2 separate regions of the Capra hircus genome follow, and region 2 is linked to region 1. Evidence: chromatin contacts called from public Hi-C data. All regions are on one chromosome and are shown on one strand. The core of a region is the stretch at or near the end of the contact, and the rest is flanking DNA. Distances in the headings are between cores, read along the strand shown.

Region 1 (5,704 bases), core at 2,413-4,912:
TCCAAAATCACTGAAGATGTTGACTATAGCCATGAAATTAAAAGATGCTTGCTTTTTGGAAGAAAAGCTATGGCCAACCTAGACAGCATGTTAAAAAGCAGAGACATTACTTTGCAGACAAAGGTCTGCTAGTCAAAGTTACGGTTTTTCCAGTAGTCATGTATGGATGTGAAGTTGGACCATAAAGAAAGCTGAGCGCTGAAGAATTGATGCTTTTGAACTGTGGTGTTGGAGAAGACTCTTGAGAGTCCCTTGGACTGCAAGGAGATCCAACCAGTCCATTCTAAAGATGCTGAAGCTGAAGCTCCAATACTTTGGCCACCTGATGTGAAGAACTGACTCATTTGAAAAGACCCTGATGCTGGGAAAGACTGAAGGCAGGAGGAGAAGGGGACGACAGAATGAGATAGTTGGATGGCATCACCAACTCAATGGACATAAGTTTGTGCAAGCTCCGGAAGTTGGTGATGGACACGGAGGCCTGGGGTGCTGCAGTCCATGGGGTTGCAAAGAGTCTGTCGGACAGGACTGAGCGACTGAACGGAACTGAACTGCCTGATCGCTTCTCCAGGAGGCGTGCTGTCCCCTGGCGGCCACGCGGGGAAGCGCAGGTGGGCCAGACTCCGCGGCGGTTGTGGACTCCTGGACCTCCTGCCGCTGCCCCGGGTGGCGTGGACGCCTGGACGTCCCTGGGAGGGCTGGCGAGGGTCTTCACGGTGAGGCTAGGATGCTGTACAGAGGGGGACTGTGGAGCGAGTACTAGACACACGTTGTAAACATCGTTAAAACTCAGGGAGGTTGTCAGAGTGCCAGGCTGGGCGCCCTGTGTTAACACGGCAGCTCCTCGTGGCTCCCGGTTCCACAGCGGGCGGTGCATGTATGTGGACGCGGTCCTCTCCGTCGGGCGCCCTCCCTCCCCCACGGTGTCCAGAAGTCCATTCACTGCGTCTGCGTCTCCACGCCTGCCCTGCAGATCGGCCCCTCAGTACCATTTCACTAGATTCCCCATGTATGCGCTAATATGTGATATTTGTTTTCCTCGGTCTGACTCGCTTCACTGTGCAGCAAGCTCTAGGTTCGGCGGGGCGGGGGGGAGCGGAGGGGATAGATGTATAATTATGGCCGATTCACAGTGTTGTGTGACAGAAGCCAACTCTGTGAAAATTTTAAAAATAAAGAAAAAAACTGGAAGAGAGGAAGAGCCCTCCAACATTTTGGCAAAGAAGCTTCTGTCGCCTTCTGGGTTTTCTGGAGCCGAATTCTGCCCTGAGCTGAACTCCTTCCTGGAGCACCTCCTCCCGTCCACTCCCCTCTGAGCTCACAGACCGTGAGGAGTGAACCCGGGGAGTTTGAGGCCCAGGAGGCTGGCTCTGGATGGAGCATCGTGCTCGCTGGACCCCGTTTGGGGCCTTTGCGATTCTTCCTGAAAGGGGACTTTGTGAAGAGCCTCGCTCCTGAATGTTCACGGGTCCTGTGTGCTCTCCTCCTCTGCCCCGTCCCTGCTGCGCCTCGGGGCCCGTCTCTGAGTCTCCTCTGTCTCCATCTCCACCTCTGCCCTGTCTCTGCTCCTGCAGAGACACCCACGAGATGGAGAGTCAGGGCCGCTGCAGGGCAGGAAGCTCTGGCTGTGCGGCCAGGTGGCCAGGGTTTGAATCCCACTCCTGCACCTGCTGTGGGGGCAGCTTCAGGCAAGTTGCTTAACACTTCAGAGCCTCGTCTTTTTCTTTGGAAATATGAGCAGAATACGATCTGTGGGATAAGTTGCAAGCTGCCTTAGGGTCTGTGATTGTAAGTCGTATGAGACACAGGCCTGTGTGTGTGTACACGCTGCCCTGGGCAGTCAGTGTTCAGTATCCCTAACTCAGTGCCCACAGTGCCTTTGTGAGCCACTGCAGGTAACTAGCGCAGGTCACAGGGGTCTGTGTCTTCATTCTGACCACCCAGAAGAAGGCAAGCGCGCCGACGCCCATCCGGCAGCCACACGTGTCTGCTTTCTGAGGCAAACCCGTCAGTGTTTCACTGGCCGGAAAAGTGATGTGAACTGGGATTTCCAGCAGCCCTGTAACTGAGAGAAGGCTTTCCAGTCTCCACAGACTTTCGCACGGGGAGTCGCTGTATCTTACGCTCTTGGGTGGCAGCAACGCCCGGCGTGTGTAATTTCTGCCCTCGACACACGTTTAATCTGCTTGTTGCTTTGGTCTTGTCTGTCCTTTGCAGAGCAAAAGCTGCCTCACGTCTCTGCGAATCAGAATTGCTCGGAAACCCCAATTACTCAGCAGGTACTCCTCACAATTCTCTTGACCACCTTTTCAAGCGCGTGGGGGCCCGATGCTGTCTGGAGCATGGGGCGGGTGGGCAGAGCCGGCTCTCAGGGTCGGTCACCTTGCGGAAGGTGAGTGTCTACCTGCTCCAGGCTCTGCTCAGCCTTGCTTTTCCGAATCCTGACAGGGAGAAGCAACGGAGAAAATGGCCTCTCCTTGTTCAGGGCGCCAGAGGACGCCTGCCGCTGGGGCCGGCTCACAGCCCGGGGCCCCTGCCTGTGCCTCCGGGGAGGCCCTGACCTTGTCCTTGGCCTCGAGGGCACCGCAGGGTAAGGGACTGAGTCACGGGGCCCGCAGCCCTCAGCCTCCCTGGGTGGGCCGGGGGTCACAGAGGGCACCCACAGCCGCTCCTCGCCCTGGAGGTCGTCCTCGCTGCGTGGGGACTGGCCGGGGACACTGGCTCCCCAGCCTCTGTCCTCACCTTCGCTCAGACACCCTCTCCCCTCGCTCCCAACCCAGGCCCCCCGCCCCACCACCAGGTGCTGGGGGACTGTGGGAGGGGCCCTTCGGGGAGGGAGGGGGCTGGCCTGGGGTCCCGGGGCTGCAGGTGGCACCCACCTGATGCAGGGTTGCCCCTGCAGCCTGTCCTGTCTGACGGGCGTCCCTTCCCGCAGGGCCGGGGAAGGAGAGGAGCTCGGGGGGCTCCCGCGGGATGCGCCCCCGTACAGCTGCCGCCTAGAGCCCCTGGGCCCTGTGAAGCACCCGGACTGGGCTGCTGGGAGGCACAGTCAGGACAGCGGCAGCGCCAAGCGGAAGCTGGAGCCCGGCAAGGCCGACCCGTTCCCCGCCGCCCCGGCCCGCGGTGCCTGCTTGCCCTACCCGGGTGCGCAGGGCGCCGTCCACTCCCTCCGGAGCGCACCCAGCTCACACCCGCCCAGGCCGCCCCCGGGGGCCTGCGCCGGCCGGACCAGCAGAGCCCTGAGGGACGGGCACCAGGGCCCAGCGCCGCCCCCCACCCCCGGCCCCTTCCCCCAGGGGGGCCTGGACAGCAGGGTCCCTCGGCCGGCACTCCAGCATCTCCCGGTGGGCGGCTACCCTGCTGAGGACAAGCTGCGAGGCCTTCTGATGCCCCCGGGAGCCCCGAGTCACCCCACGCTGTCGCTCGACGTGCCCATCAAGATGGAGAGTGACTCGGGGTCCGAGGATGCAGCGGATGGCTACTGCGTGTCCCCAGCCCAGGTGTGGCTGGGGGCCAGCAACCCAGCCAAGAGACAGCTGGCCACCTTCCCAACCAAGATGCACCTGAAGACGGAGCCAGGCGCCAGGCAGCCCCTGTACAGCCCACCCCCAGGCCCTGGCCTGCTGGGTGCCCCGCCCAGACCCGGCAGGGGGCTGGCCCCGCTGCACCCCGTGTCCTGTGCCTGCCTGGAGCCCCCGCCCCCGCCCCGCCTCTGTGTGCGGAGCCACCAGCCCCCCAACCTGGGCTGCAACTGCCGGGCTCCCGGGCCAGCTCCCGCAGTCAAGCTCGAGCCCCTGGACTCGCCCCTGTGGGCAGCTCACGGCCAGGGCGGGCCGCCTGGGCTGTTCTCCAAGAGCGCCCCGGCCGCAGGGATGCCCCCCAGGGACGCGCAGTGCGCCTTCCTGCCCTAGAGCTGCCGGGCCCCACGGACAGCTCTCCGGCCCAAGCCTTCCCCAAGGGAAGCACGTGCAATGGCAAGTTCACAAAAGCCCTAAGAGCAGGGTGGTCGTCAGCTGCTCGAGAGTGGCAGGTTCTCCTCTGAAGAGCACGGCTCCCCACCCCCACCCCAGGTCATCTCCCCAGCATCTCGCAGGGAGCAGACCTCGGGGAACAGCCGCACCCTGGTGGCCCACTGCCGAGACAGCTAACTGGAAGTAAGGCTCACTGAATGGCAGGTGGCCACATGCTTGTGCCTGGGAGGAATCTAGAACTTCAGCCAGAAGAGGCTGATGGCACCGGGCCGCCCTCCACTCCAACGCGCAGTGTGTGCTCGAAACACTGGCCTAGGCTGAGGCCGGCCCGGATCGGGGATTGGCCAGGTCTTGTGCAGTTCTTGCTGCAGTCTCTCTGGGGTTGCAGCAGCCTCCAACGGGGGTCCCTGCTCATCTGACCCCGCTGCATCACGTCACCTGGTGCACAGGGTGGAGCCCAGAAGCACAGCACGAGGGGAAGGAAGGAGTTGGTCCAGGTGTCAGGCTGCTTTGCTGACTGCAGGCCTTCAGATGACTCTGATCATCATCACAAAAGGAACTAGTCGAGACGAGACAGACAGGCAGCATTTTATAAAACGGCAAAAATTGTAGGGACATCCCCTGTGGTTCTGCGGTTAAATGCCTGCAGGGGGTGTGGGTTCGATCCCTGGTCAGGGAACTAAGATTCCACAAGCCGCAGGGTGCGGCCAGAAAAAAAGAAAAAAATCGTGAAGGGAACACATTCTGAACGTAGGGAATTTAGGTGCGAAAGAAGAAATCAGAAAGCGGAGGCCACCCGCAGTCACCACGGAGAGCTCATGGCTGAGGGCAAAGGTCACCACACCTTCCGGGCGACCTCACTCCACAGGTGCAGTCTGGGCAGGGGGTGACACCAGGGGACAGGGCCACCACTGGGCAGGAGGAAGCTGGCTGGAGGCCCTTCCTCTTTACAGCACGAGCGTCTGTCCTCAGTCACCCCCGGCCCCAAGAGTCTCAGGACGTGCTGGGGCCCCAGTGGGGACTTGCAGTCCCACCGATTCAGCAAGGGGTCTTTCTGTCTGTCATCTGTAGCTTCGGGGTGTCAGCGTTCAGCTCCTGAGTTGGGGGTGAAGCTGTTTGCTTCATTCACCTTGTCGAGCTCAGGACAGGGCCAGCAGGACTGGGTCTGCTGGACTCAGGCGCACCTGGGGGTGCCCTAACCCTCAGCAGCCTGCTTCCTGGAAGGGCTTCCCCAGCAGCGTGGTACGGGTTGAAGGTTTCTTCCCGGGGTAACAGAAGTTACCCGTCAGAGCCTGGGTTCAGTTCAGTTCAGTTCCGTTCAGTCGCTCAGTCGTGTCCGACTCTTTGCGACCCCATGAATCGCAGCACGCCAGGCCTCCCTGTCCATCACCATCTCCCAGAGTTCACCCAGACCCACGTCCATCAAGTCCATGATGCCATCCAGCCATCTCATCGTGGGTCGTCCCCTTCTCCTCCTGCCCTCAATCTCTCCCAGCATCAGAGTCTTTTCCAGTGAGTCAACTCTTCTCATGAGGTGGCCAAAGTACTGGAGTTTCAGCTTTAGCATCATTCCTTCCAAAGAAATCCCAGGGTTGATCTCCTTCAGAATGGACTGGTTGGACCTCCTTGCAGTCCAAGGGACTCTCAAGAGTCTTCTCCAACACTGCAGTTCAAAAGCAGCAATTCTTCGGAGCTCAGCCTTCTTTACAGTCCAACTCTCACATCCATACATG
Region 2 (4,892 bases), core at 428-2,927, 93 kb before region 1:
TTGCACACTAGACAGGTGTAGACAGTAGGCCCACTTCCCCTGGAGGTTCCCCAGTAGCGGAGATGTAGACAGTGGGCCCACTTCTAGAGACCCCAGTAGACGGAGGTGTAGACAGTGGGCCCACTTCTAGAGACTCCCCAGTAGACGGAGGTGTAGACAGTGGGCCCACTTCCCCTAGAGGTTCCCCAGTAGACCCCAGTGGGCCCCTCCTCCCCTGGAGGTTCCGCAGTGGATGGAGGTGGAGATAGTGGGGCCCACTTCCCCTCTGGAGGTTCCCCAGTAGACAGAGGTGTACACAGCGGGCCCACTTCTAGAGACTCCCCAGTAGATGGAAGTGTAGACAGTGGGCCCACTTCCCCTAGAGGCTCCCCAGTAGACGGAGGTGTAGACAGTGGGCCCCTCCCCTGGAGGTTCCGCAGTGGATGGAGGTGTAGACAGTTGGCCCCTCCTACCCTAGAGTTTCCCCAATAGACGGAGGTGTAGACAGTGAAACCCACTTCCCCTGGAGGTTCCCGAGTAGATGGCGGTGTAGACAGTGGGCCCACTTCCCCTGGGAGATTCCCTGTAGATGGAGGTGGAGACAGTGGGGCCCACTTCCCCTGGAGGTTCCAGAGTAGATGGAGTGTAGACAGTGGGCCCCTCCTCCCCTGGAGGTTCCCCAGTAGACGGAAGTGTAGGCAGTGGGTCCACTTCCCCTGAAGGTTCCCCTGTAGATGGAGGTGGAGACTGGGGCCCTCTTCCCCTGGAGCTTTTCCAGTAGATGGAGGTGGAGACAGTGGGGCCCACTTCCCCTGAGGGTCCCCAGGTGTGGATAGTTGGTCCCCAGTGGATGGAAGTGTGGACAGCACGGTCCCTCTGCCCTGGGAGGCGCCATGCTTGCTTACCCCGTGAGCTCTGGCCAGCACAGACCGCACGCTCAGAGCGAGGGCAGGCACCCCGCATTCACACTTGGGGCCCCTGTGGCGTGGGCCCCTCACAATCTCATGTTGGCCTGTCTGTCCTCCCCACCCCCACCCCTGCAGGACCTTAGGCCCTGGATTCCCCCCTGGACCCCAGGATCCGGGATCTCTGAAGCTGGTCTGGGGTGACAGCAATTCCCAGCTTCACTGAGGAACCTGCCCAGTGCACAGCCTGACTTTAATTTCTGGAGATCCCTGGGGCCTGTGCCCAGACAGAGTGGACATTGAGTTGCTTGCTCTCAGTGCAGGTCGGCCGTAGGCAGGAACCTGTGCTCGTGTGACTGGGGATGTCCCCTGATTCAGGGACGTGAACTGCAAAGAGGTCTGATGTGACACAGATGTGCTCGGGTGGCGCCGTACACAGCTGGTGCAGGCACACACATGGGTGGTGGAGACACACGGGTGGGCGGGAGGGGCACACACGGGCAGTCCAGGCGCACGGGTGCGGTGGGCTGGCATACACTCTGCACGGACCCTCTCAGCGGACTCGGGTTTGTACCAGTGCACATACATGTGGGGGTGTGTGTGGGCTGGGAGTGCGGCTGCCGCGGGAGAGGCAGGTGGGTTAAGGGCTGGGGGTCCCCAAGCCCTGCCCAGGCATTCACACAGGAAGATGGGGACCCCTTCCCTCCAGGGCCACACCCGAAAGGTCTCAGCACCAGTTGGCCACACGGGGGCGGTGCTGTGCCGCCTGGAAGGCCGCCTGACCCTGGGTCTCACCCAGACCCGAGCCCTGACCGAAGGCGTGGAATTTCCAGAAGCAGCGGAGAAACCCAAGGGATCGGGTCACCGGTTGTGAGGATGGAAACAGCTCTGGGGCTTTTCCTTTGTCAGGATTGTCCACACTCAGGCCAGCCTGGAGCCCTTGAGAGTCGGTTCGGGGATGGGGCAGAGGAAGGGCTACCGGGAAGCCGGCCCAGCCTCGGGGGGCTCAGGGTGGGGCTGTGCAGGGGGCCAGGCCATCTGCTGCCTTGAGCCTGGTCACTCAGCCCCTGCCCCTGGCTGCCAGCGCTCACATTCCTCCTCCACGGGCATCATGAGCTGATGACCCAGCTCCCTATCTGTCTCCCAGGAACATGATGGATGTGCCCGAGACGCCACTGTTCTCATCCAGGTTCCTAGCCCAGCTCTCCACGAAGAGGATGGTCGCCCGGTCACCACCCCGGTCACCGCCCATCACCACAGCCAGCTAGGGGAGCCACCTGCGCAGTCCAGGCGAGCCTGGTCAAAGAGGGAGCGGGCGGGGGCCCAGGGTGGGGGGTCGGGGGCTGCAGCAGAGCTGATGTGAGGAGCAGTGTGTGGCATGGCCGCATCACTGCATCTCCCCTTATGGGCGAGTGTGAGGGTGACTGTGAGCGTGGAAGTGTGCCAGGGCACACGTGAGGGTGTCATCGGTGTCCAGGCTGCAGGCTCCAGGAAGCCAGCCTGTGTGAGAGGCTGAATGGCCCTCTTGGGAAAATGGGTAAAGGCAGAGACTCTTGCCTGTTGTACGATGGTGGAAGTATACGTAATGAAAAGCTTACCATTTTAACCAGTTTTAAGTGCACAGCTAAAAGCAGAGACATTACTTTGCCAACAAAGGTCCGTCTAGTCAAGGCTATGGTTTTTCCAGTGGTCATGTATGGATGTGAGAGTTAGACTGTGAAGAAAGCTGAGCACTGAAGAATTGCTGCTTTTGAACTGTGGTGTTGGAGAAGACTCTTGAGAGTCCCTTGGACTGCAAGGAGATCCAACCAGTCCATTCTGAAGGAAATCAGCCCTTGGTGTTCTTTGGAAGGAATGATGCTAAAGCTGAAACTCCAATACTTTGGCCGCCTCATGCGAAGAGTTGACTCATTGGAAAAGACTCTGATGCTGGGAGGGATTGGGGGCAGGAGGAGAAGGGGACAACAGAGGATGAGATGGCTGGATGGCATCACTGACCCAAAGGACATGAGTTTGGGTGAACTCCGGGAGATGGTGATGGACAGGGAGGCCTGGCGTGCTGCGGTTCATGGGGTCGCAAAAAGTCGGACACGACTGAGCGACTGGACTGGACGGGACTGGACTGGACTGGACGGGACTGGACGGGACTGGGCGGGACTGGCGAGCGCAGCTCACAGGTATGGAGTGCACTCAGTGTTTTGCAGCCTCACACCACCCTCCGCGTGACCCCTCGTCCTGTGAGGCTGGAGCGCCGTCCCCGTGAACACTGAGTCCCCGCCCCCGCCTGCCACCCCTCGTTCTCCAGGAGCCCGACCCCTCTGGGCCCCTGTGTGAGCAAGTCCTGCAGGGTCTGCCCTCCCGGGACGCGTGCACGTCGCTGAGCACGGGGTCCTCAGATCTCACCCACGCTGGAGCCTGTCTTGGACTCTCCTTCCTGTTTAAGACGTGTGAATGGCACACCGTGCGTCCACCCCTCACCTGTTGGTGGACACTCAGGCTGCTTCTAGTCTTGGCTGTCGTGAGCTGCTGTGAACCTGGCTGAGCAGGTTCCTCCTCAGCACCGTGCTTTCGCTTCCTTCAGTCATGTCCCCAGAGGTGGTGGATTATGTGACGGATCTATGTCTAAGTTTTTGAGGGACTTCCATTCTGTTTTCCACTTGACTGCACTATTTTGCGTTCCCACCCACAGTGGCCAAGAGCTCCACTTTCTCCATATCTTGCAACATTTCTGTTTTGCCAATTTTTATGTTTTGACTAGTTTTTGGTGTTAGTTCTAGAAGATCTCATAGGTCTTCACCAGTCAGTTCAGTTCAGTCGCTCAGTTGTGTCCGAATCTGCGACCCCATGAATCGCAGCACGCCAGGCCTCCCTGTCCATCACCATCTCCCGGAGTTCACTCAGACTCGCGTCCGTCAAGTCAGTGATGCCATCCAGCCATCTCATCCTCTGTCATCCCCTTCTCCTGCCCCCAATCCCTCCTAGCATCAGAGTCTTTTCCAATGAGTCAACTCTTCACATGAGGTGGCCAAAGTATCGGAGTTTCACCTTCAACATCAGTCCTTCCAAAGAACACCCAAGACTCACCTCCTTTAGAATGGACTGGTTGGATCTCCTTGCAGTCCAAGGGACTCTCAAGAGTCTTCTCCAACACCACAGTTCAAAAGCATCCATTCTTCGGTGCTCAGCTTTCTTTATAGTCCAGCTCTCACATCCATACATGACCACAGGAAAAACCATAGCCTTGACTAGACGGACCTTTGTTGGCAAAGTAATCTCTCTGCTTTTCAATATGCTATCTAGTTTGGTCATAACTTTCCTTCCAAGGAGTAAGCGTATTTTAATTTCATGGCTGCAGTCACCATCTGCAGTGATTTTGGAGCCCAGAAAAATAAAGTTTGACACTGTTTCCACTGTTTCCCCATCTATTTCCCATGAAGTGATGGGACCAGGTGCCATGATCTTCGTTTTCTGAATGTTGAGCTTTAAGCCAACGTTTTCACTCTCCTCTTTCACTTTCATCAAGAGGCTTTTTTAGCTCCTCTTCACTTTCTGCCATAAGGGTGGTGTCATCTGCCTATCTGAGGTTATTGATATTTCTCCCGGCAATCTTGATTCCAGCCTGTGCTTCATCCAGCCCAGCGTTTCTCATGATGTACTCTGCATAGTAGTTAAATAAGCAAGGTGTCAATATACAGCCTTGACGCACTCCTTTTCCTATTTGGAACCAGTCTGTTGTTCCATGTCCTATTCTAACTGTTGCTTCCTGACCTGCGTACAGGTTTCTCAAGAGGCAGGTCAGGTGGTCTGGTGTTCCCATCTCTTGAAGAATTTCCCACAGTTTAGGTCTTCATAAAACTGTTCAGTTTCAGCTTCTTTGGCATTAGTGGTCGGGGCATCTACTTCGATTACCATGATGTCATTCATAAAGGAAATCAACCCTGAACAGTCATTGGAATATTCATTGGAAGGACTGATGCTGAAGCTCCAATACTTTGGCTACCTGACGCA

Evidence for each region. Hi-C and Micro-C count contacts between places; a contact is called where the count stands out from the background.
Region 2: a Hi-C map of blood shows a contact between it and region 1, with 6 times the contacts expected there. The contact joins two enhancer-like sites. A contact is called at or near these places in 2 of 5 Hi-C or Micro-C datasets (both in blood).

The regions. Positions count from the first base shown.
Region 1 is chr20:71,597,974-71,603,677 of ARS1.2, reverse strand. AHRR (aryl hydrocarbon receptor repressor) reads left to right here. Exons shown (of 11, transcript XM_018065798.1): 9 at 2,218-2,279; 10 at 2,449-2,590; 11 at 2,936-5,346. The coding sequence ends at 3,911. Among named protein-coding and RNA genes, the nearest start is that of EXOC3, 7.6 kb to the right of the region's middle. Within about 2 kb of position 3,662, at least 1 of the 5 cell types and tissues checked has an H3K27ac peak or open chromatin away from gene starts, as enhancers often do.
Region 2 is chr20:71,689,911-71,694,802 of ARS1.2, reverse strand. No RefSeq gene overlaps it. Among named protein-coding and RNA genes, the nearest start is that of AHRR, 11 kb to the right of the region's middle. Within about 2 kb of position 1,677, at least 1 of the 5 cell types and tissues checked has an H3K27ac peak or open chromatin away from gene starts, as enhancers often do.